Regions from separate parts of the Mus musculus genome. Here region 2 is linked to region 1. A link is a contact called in public promoter capture Hi-C data. All regions are on one chromosome and are shown on one strand. The core of a region is the stretch at or near the end of the contact, and the rest is flanking DNA. Distances in the headings are between cores, read along the strand shown. Region 1 holds the start of Lck (lymphocyte protein tyrosine kinase). Region 2 has its middle 24 kb from the start of C330020E22Rik.

Region 1 (3,689 bases), core at 345-2,844:
GCTTGTTGTGGAGTTCTTAAACTCCTGCTGATGTCAGAATGTCTCTGCCCGCCACAGATACCTGTGCAGTATGCTTGCTCGGTCCTCTACCGGAGGCAACTCGTGGTTATGGCTATGCGCTCCATTAGGGGTGTGGCCTTGCCTCTACTTGAATTACCATTCTGCTGTGCTGTCCTGTCCCCTGCCTGTTATTCTATCTATCTATCTATCTATCTATCTATCTATCTATCTATCTATCTATCTATTATCTATCTACTATCTATCTATATCTACTATCTATCTATCTATCGATCTATCTATCTATCTATCTATCTATCTTCTATCTGTCTCTATCATCTATGTATCTATCTATGTATCTCTGTATGTATCTATGTTTGTATGTATCTATCTACCTATGTATCTATGTATCTATCTATGTATCTATGTATCTATCTCTATCATCTATGTATCTATGTATCTCTGTATGCATATATGTGTGTATGTATGTATGTGTGTATGTATGTATGTGTGTATGTGTGTATGTATGTATGTATGTGTGTATCTACCTATCTATCCATCTACCTATCATCTATCTATCTATCTATCTATCTATCTATCTATCTATCTATCTATCTATCTATCGAAACAGGGTCTCTTTATGTAGCTCTGGCTGTCCTGGAACTTACTGCATAAGTTAGTCTGGCCTGAAACTTGCAGAGATCTGCCAGCCTCTGCCTCCGGAATGCTGGGATTAAAGCCTTATGCCACCATGCCCCAGCCTGTCACTAGGGCCTTAAGACATGAGGTTTTCTTGTCTTCCTCCTGAAACAGACTGTCAACAGTCGATCCTTAGGCACAGGATGACATGGATACGGCTCTGCCAGTGAATGTGGCTGCTGTTTTTACTATAGTACATATAACCTTGTCACCAACTATCTAACAGAGATAGATGCTGTCCAGGTTCAACTCTGAACAAGAGATGCCTTTGGCTGTCCGGCTAAATTAAAGGCCACCCAGTTCTTACATAGCACGGCTGGAGTTGAGTGCAGCGCCATTTCCTTCCCTGTGAGCTAAACTGTAGCTGCTGTGTTCTGCTCACGGGGGCAAAGGCTCTCTTCTCTTACCCAGGAGTATCTTGGAGGGTAGGAGGAGTGCTCCATCAAACAGCCTTCCCCACCATGTTTAGTGACCTTCAAGGGGAGGAAGAGGCAAGTGAATCTCTGTGAGTTCAAGGCAACATAGCAAATTCCATAACAGTCAGGGCAACACGGTGAGTCCCTGCGTTAAAAAAAAATCCTCTCATTGGTTGATGACGACGACGACGATGATGATGATGATTGGACTTGAGGGGTCTAGGCTGGTCTGGAACTCTGTATGTAGCCATTCCTGTCTTCACCTCCAGAACGCTGGGAATATGGACCTATGCCATCACACACAGCCTTCCTCCCTAAGTGCCTCCCTCAGTATGAGTAGAAGCTGGCCTAGAGATGTATGGGACCCAAGAGGCTGAGGGGGTCTAGGTCTATGGCAGCAGGAAGCCTGAGGTGCTGGAGGCTTGTGGTTGGGTTGCTGGGGCTGGGTTGGCTGCAGAGCCCTCAGGAGACAGGAAGTCAGGGTGGAACGTGGGCGCGAGGAGACAGGTGGTGACTACGACGGCGAGGGGAGCTGACACCGGGTCCAGGCAGCCAAGCCAGGCTAGGAGCATCATGTGAATAGGCCAGAAGGCTCCCAGGCTGGGCAGGTAAGGGGTACTGGGAACAACAGTGTAGAAGGGGGCAATGGTGGGAACCAGACAGCAGAACACTGCGTCTGTGGAGGCCTAGGCTCCTTAGGTGTACAGAAACCTTTCAGAAATGCCTTCCTGGAGGTTGTCTGAGCTGGTGGCTCTTGCCTCTGCCATCTGCTGTCCATCATTTCCCACCTTAGGAGGAGCACACTCCTGGGAGAGCCAGCACATGATGTCAAGTGTTAAGAAGGCCACCAGCAGCCACCTGTCCAGTTCCTTGAGCTCAGAGGATGAGGTTTCTGAGGTCCAAAGGTGGCTGTGACCCTGTCTTAACCCATACCTCCTCACGATGGTCCGCGGCAAAGCAGGACCTTGCGTGGGGGTGTAGGCTTGACCTGGGCTCCTTCTATGCCTGTGGCACACAGGGTGATGAGATGGACCGTCCTGAGGGCAGGGCCCCAGGAATCAGTCCCCAGGTCCCTAAGGCAGACCCAAGTGGCAGAAACAGATGAAAGAGTAACCCATGGGATCCAGGTGGACATATGAGAATCGACGGCAGCCTTAGCAACCAGCATCCTGAAACACAGAGGAGTCAGTAAGGAAGCAGATAGATATGTGTAGGGCGTTTATCCAGAATGGATGTGTGTTCCCCGGGGAAGTTGGTAGTGAACGAGATGGGAGAAGGGAAGAGGAAAGACTATTTTTATCCTGAACTGGGTATAGCTGGAGCAGGGCAAGAACTTCTGAACTTCCCTCTGGAAAGTCACCGCTCCTGTCCTGCCAAGTGTCAGGACAGGATGTTCTTGCCTTTGCCCTTGTCCCCATCCTGTCTTAACTCAGCTGTATTTGTGTGTTCATGTCGGCCTTCATGATTCTTCCTTCAGACCCTAAAGGATAGAGGCCCAGAATCTTGTCACCAGCCACCACCCATTCGTTCAGTCAAACTCTAAACTCTGGAGGACGGTCTCTTCCTCCACTGACTGTCCAGGTTTCCCTTGCCTCACCGTAGATGTTTATGTCACAGATTTTCCATCTTGTCAGCATATGCTGGCCTCTTCCAAGACCTTGCCTCCTTACAGGGGCAGGAAACACACTGGCTCTTCCGGTGTTTCATCTGTCCTTGAACTGCAGTCCTCTAGGCTGGCCCTGTGCTGACTGGGAGAGGAATCCAACAGGGTTGCTTGTTCTTGGAGCTCAGGATGGTGGCTCTTCTCAAAAGAGCCCAGAGGACAAAGTCAGAGAATGGGTTGAGATCAGACGAGGGAGAAGTTTCCTTCAAGGGAATCTAGAAGCTTCCTGAACAAGGCTCATTCTGGAAGGTGCTTAGGACAGAAAACTAAGGTCCCCACCCCCTGTGCTGCTCTCCGGGACCACAGAGGCAGAGACCTCAGAATAAAGTCAAAGGTGCAAGAGCCCAGGTGTGGTATAGTGTAAACACACACACACACACACACACACACACACACACACACACACACTTTTCAGCATCAGAGAAAGGCCCAGGAAGAATTCACTGTCTGAGTGAGTGGTTTGTCCGCCCCATATTTCAGTCTGTTTATAAAGACACAATAACAAAGCTCTTGCTTCCAAAATGCCTGGCAAAATCAAAGGGATAATAATGATAATGTGCCCTGGATAGTATTGACACACAGTAGGTGCTTAAGGGAAGCTAGGTACTTCCTCTCCCTGCAGAGTGTTGGTTCACACCCAAAAATTACACCTATTCGGGGCTTTGTCACCATGGTGAACCACCCAATCCCTCACGCTTGTGGTGGTATGGTTTTGCAAATGAGCTTGTTTCCTGTATATGGTCGGGTGTGAAACTCTCGGAAAGGCCAGATTCTGATCTGAGAGAAGGGATCTATCCTAAGAGCCGGATTCTCAGCCAGGCTCCATTTTGTATTGTCTGGCGCTCAGAACAATGAGGCAGGAGCATGGAGAGTTTGAGCCCAACGTGGGCTACATAGCTGGACTTCATCTTAGA
Region 2 (3,913 bases), core at 462-2,961, 170 kb after region 1:
GTCAGTCAGTGGAGGACATGATGGATCTGTGGGAGGCTGAGGGGAAGTGGCTAGGAGGATCTGGCCAAGAGAAAGATGATCCTTTTGATCTATTCCAAGGAAATATGCCTGGGTCCTCGGGGGTTGGGGGGGACCCCAAAGAACAAAGAAACAAAGAAAAAAAAAAACAAGACAAAAAAATGACTTGGGTTCTGTCCAGGAAAGACGTTTCCTCAGATGACAGGGCATCCCTTGGGTCAGGCAGCCAAGGTTTCGGGGCTCACCTGGGAATTAGGGCAGGATCAGTTTCATAGATCAAGAAAATCATGGCCTGGAGCTGGGGACATACCTCAGGGTGGAGCACTTGCCTCGCAGGCACAGGACCCCTGGTTCATCCCCAGCATCACCAGAAAAAAATGATGGGACAGAGAGGTGGCATTGCCAGCAGATAAAAGTATTTGCTATTCTTGCAGAGGACCCGGGTTTGATTCCTGACCCCTGTGTGGTAGCTTACAATCATCAGCGACTCCAGTCCCAGGGTATCCAATGCCTTCCTCTGGCCTCTGTAGGCACCAGGTACAATTCACCTGCATGGGCAAACACTCATATACAAAATAAAAAAAGAGTCCTGGCAGGAAGATGTTTGGGGACAATGTAGGTGATAAGGCTACCTAACTTAGGGTGGGATCCTGTGTCCTTGAAAGCCCTAGTAAGCCAGGCTCAGCCTCCTGTCTTTGATAAAACTGATGAAAAAATGCCAATAAACTGGGCAGTGGTGGCACACGCCTTTAATCCCAGCACTCCGGAGGTAGAGGCAGGCAGATTTCTGAGTTCGAGGCCAGCCTGGTCTATAAAATGGGTTCCAGGACAGCCAGGGCTATACAGAGAAACCCTGTCTCAAAAAACAAAACAAAAAAACCCAAAAAAGAAAAAAAAAACAAAAAAGCCAATAAATAGTGAAAAGCAGAAAATTTTAATTTATTCAATAAGGTCACACTGGGATGAGGTGCAAAGAGATAGGGTGGCTGTCCTAGGCCATCTTTCTGGTCCAAACATGGGAGGGGGTATAGTTTCAACTGAGGGCAATCTGTAGACATAATTATTCAGTCCTAGTCAAGGTGAGTTTCTTCCCATCACTGATCCATCACTGCTGGGTTCCAGTTAAAATGTCTTCCATTTTCATGGAGACAGGCCCCGGTTTGGTTGGCAGCAGGATCCAGCCTTTTCCATCTCCCCGTACGAGAAACCTGAGGGAGGAGGGATGGAACTCCAATTTCCAGGGCTTCTTAGTCCCAACAGTCCAGAGAGCCAGAATGAGAGACCCAAACTCCTTTTAGAATCTCCTCTTTCCCTTCAGGCGTTTGTGGACCATCAGGAGACGGTTAGTGACTAAGAGTTGTTTATTATTCAATTCCAAGTCGTTAGAGACAATCGCATGTGGAGGCTGCAAAGGGGACTGGGAGAGCAGGAACTCAATGCTGGTTTAATGTAGCCCAGGCTGGCCTTGAACTACTTGTTCAGTGGAGGGATAACCTTGAACTCTCGATTCTCTTCCAGTTGAGGGCTTTCAGGTATTGTTGAGATTACTGGTGGGCACCGCCACACCTAGTTAAATCGTGCATCAAAACGTTAAATTTTTATGAAGAGACACATCGATGTGTGTTACCTCAATGAAAAGAGAAGTGTAGTTACTGTTTCTGGACTCCAGGAGGACCTCTTGCGGGAGGATGCTCCCCTGGAGACACTGCAGGATAATGGCTGCGCTGTCGCCCAGCCTCCACCCGCCCGCCCGGGGAAAGGCGCCTGAGTCTCCTGGCAGCGACCACGGGGAGGCAGCGGGAATGGGCCGGGGCGTGCCCGCAGCAGGCGGGCGCCAGGACCGGGGGAGGGTCAGATCTGGGCGGTTGATTTATGGAGGATGTGCCGGTCTTGATTCGCTTCTGGCTATGCATCTAAGGCAGGACTATCGCGGAAGTCCTTCTTAGCGCTTGGTATCCAGAGGTCCAGGGTTTAAATCTGTCAGGTCTTATTACTGATAATGTTCACTTTTGTCTTAAATTAAGGTGGTGTCTGCCAGGATTCTTTGCTGGAAAGTTACCCCTGGCAATGGAAACGACGTTCGTACTTAAAATCACCATTTCTCTCCTTTGAAACTTGTTTTTAGGGTTTACTTATTTTACGTGTATGAATATTTTGCCTGTGGGCTTGTGCAACACATGTGCCCCTGGTGCCTGGGTCAGAAGAGAATGTCCGATCCCCTGGAGCTGGAGTTATGGATGGTTGGGAGTTGCTATGTGGGTGCTGGAAGTTGAACCCCAGTGCTCCAGAACAGCAAGGGCTCTAAACCACTAGGCCATCTTTCCAAACACTCTTGTTCTTTTTAAACATTTTAAACATAATATTTATTTTTAAATGCAGACTCCCCATTTCTGATTTTATTCCTGATTGTAATCTGTTGCTGTCATTCACATTTAATGCTCTGAGTCAGGCCAATGAAAGCCTCTTCAGGACAGCTGTCTGTGTTTCTAGTTGATGTGTCTCCACTGTTCTCTGGCTGCGTTCTTCCCTCTGATACAGGATGCTCTGGCCTCATCTTCTGTACTTCCCTACCCGGCTTAGGCTTAGAATCAGGTACTTCTCCGGAGAGCCCTGGTTCTGCTGAGTAAACAATGTGATATCTTGAGACAGGATCTTCCTTGGTTTGTATTTTGGGGTCTCCTGCCTCTGTCTATAAATGCTAGGATTATAGATAGGTACCACAAGGTCTACAGGGAGTGGGGATTTAGAACTCGATCTGAGCCCTGGGTGGTGTGCTGGTGCATACCTGTAATCCCACCACTGGGAGAATGGAGACAGGAAAATGTGGATGAACTCCTCTAAGTTGACTCCATCTTTAAAAAAAAAAAGGCCAGTCATGGTGAGTAGCGCATACCTTTAATCCCAGCACCTAAAGGCAGAGATAAGACAGTCCACATATTGAGTTGTGAGTTTCAGGCCAGCCAGGGCTAAAGAAGGGGTGAGGAAGAGGAGGAGGAGGAGGAGAAAAGGTAGATGGCCGGTGAGCTCATAGGTTTTGATTTGAGGCCCTCTCAGAAGACATTTCTTTCATACACCAATAGATAAATGAGTTATAAAACATATGGAAAATAATATAGAGTGATTATAGACTCATAATAGAAATAATAAGAAATATACAGTGATTAGATAGACTCCAGTTCCAATCAATGAAACAGAAGTTACTGTATTTTTCTCCTCTCTTCTATTTTCTCATGTATCTACACTAAAGATGAGTACTGACACGTTTGCTCTTTATTTTTGTAAAACATAACAGTATTAGGGTAAAATACAACCTTCAGAAAAATCTGAGATTTATTGTTATTTTTATTTTAATGTGAGTGTAGATGTACCATATGTGTGCCTGATACCCTTGGAAGCCGGAAGAGGCCATCGAATGCCTTAGATTTGGAGTCACGGGTCATTGTGAGCCACTCTGTAAGTCCTGGGAACTGAACGCTGGTCCTCTGGAAGATCAGTAGGTGCTCTTAACCACTGAGCCATTTCTTCAGCCCCTTCCCATTGGTAAACTTTCAAACCACCAAAAGTAAAGAAAGGAAAGTCACCAACCATCTCAGCCACAGCAGCCACAATGGCACAGTCCTGTAATCCTGGCATGCAGAAGGGTGAAGCAGCGGGATACAGACTCCAGGATAGCCAGGGCTCCCAAGCAGGAATCCATCTGACAGAACAAAACAAAACAACAACAACAAAAACATAAAAAAGGGCTGGAGAGATGGCTCAGCGGTTAAGAGCACTGACTGCTCTTCCAGAGGTCCTGAGTTCAAATCCCAGCCACCACTTGGTGGCTCACAACCATCCGTAATGGGATCTGATCCCCTCTTCTGGTGTGTCTGAAAACAGCTATAATGTATTTACA

The links. Promoter capture Hi-C pulls out the DNA fragments that hold promoters and counts their contacts.
Region 2: a contact with region 1 is called in a promoter capture Hi-C map of liver, with 2.1 times the contacts expected there. The contact joins the enhancer-like site here to the promoter of Lck in region 1. A contact is called at or near these places in 1 of 39 promoter capture datasets (liver), 1 of 484 Hi-C or Micro-C datasets (cortical neurons), 3 of 115 datasets of contacts at active chromatin or transcription factors (embryonic stem cells, memory CD8 T cells and pancreatic cancer cells) and 1 of 9 other capture datasets (pancreatic islet).

What each region holds. Positions count from the first base shown.
Region 1 is chr4:129,571,546-129,575,234 of GRCm38.p6, reverse strand. Lck (lymphocyte protein tyrosine kinase) reads left to right here and starts at 1,594. Exons shown (of 13, transcript NM_001162433.1): 1 at 1,594-1,720.
Region 2 is chr4:129,404,514-129,408,426 of GRCm38.p6, reverse strand. No RefSeq gene overlaps it. Among named protein-coding and RNA genes, the nearest start is that of C330020E22Rik, 24 kb to the right of the region's middle. Within about 2 kb of position 1,711, at least 130 of the 459 cell types and tissues checked have an H3K27ac peak or open chromatin away from gene starts, as enhancers often do. A contact at or near this core is called in embryonic stem cells, liver, memory CD8 T cells and 1 more, where this site is marked.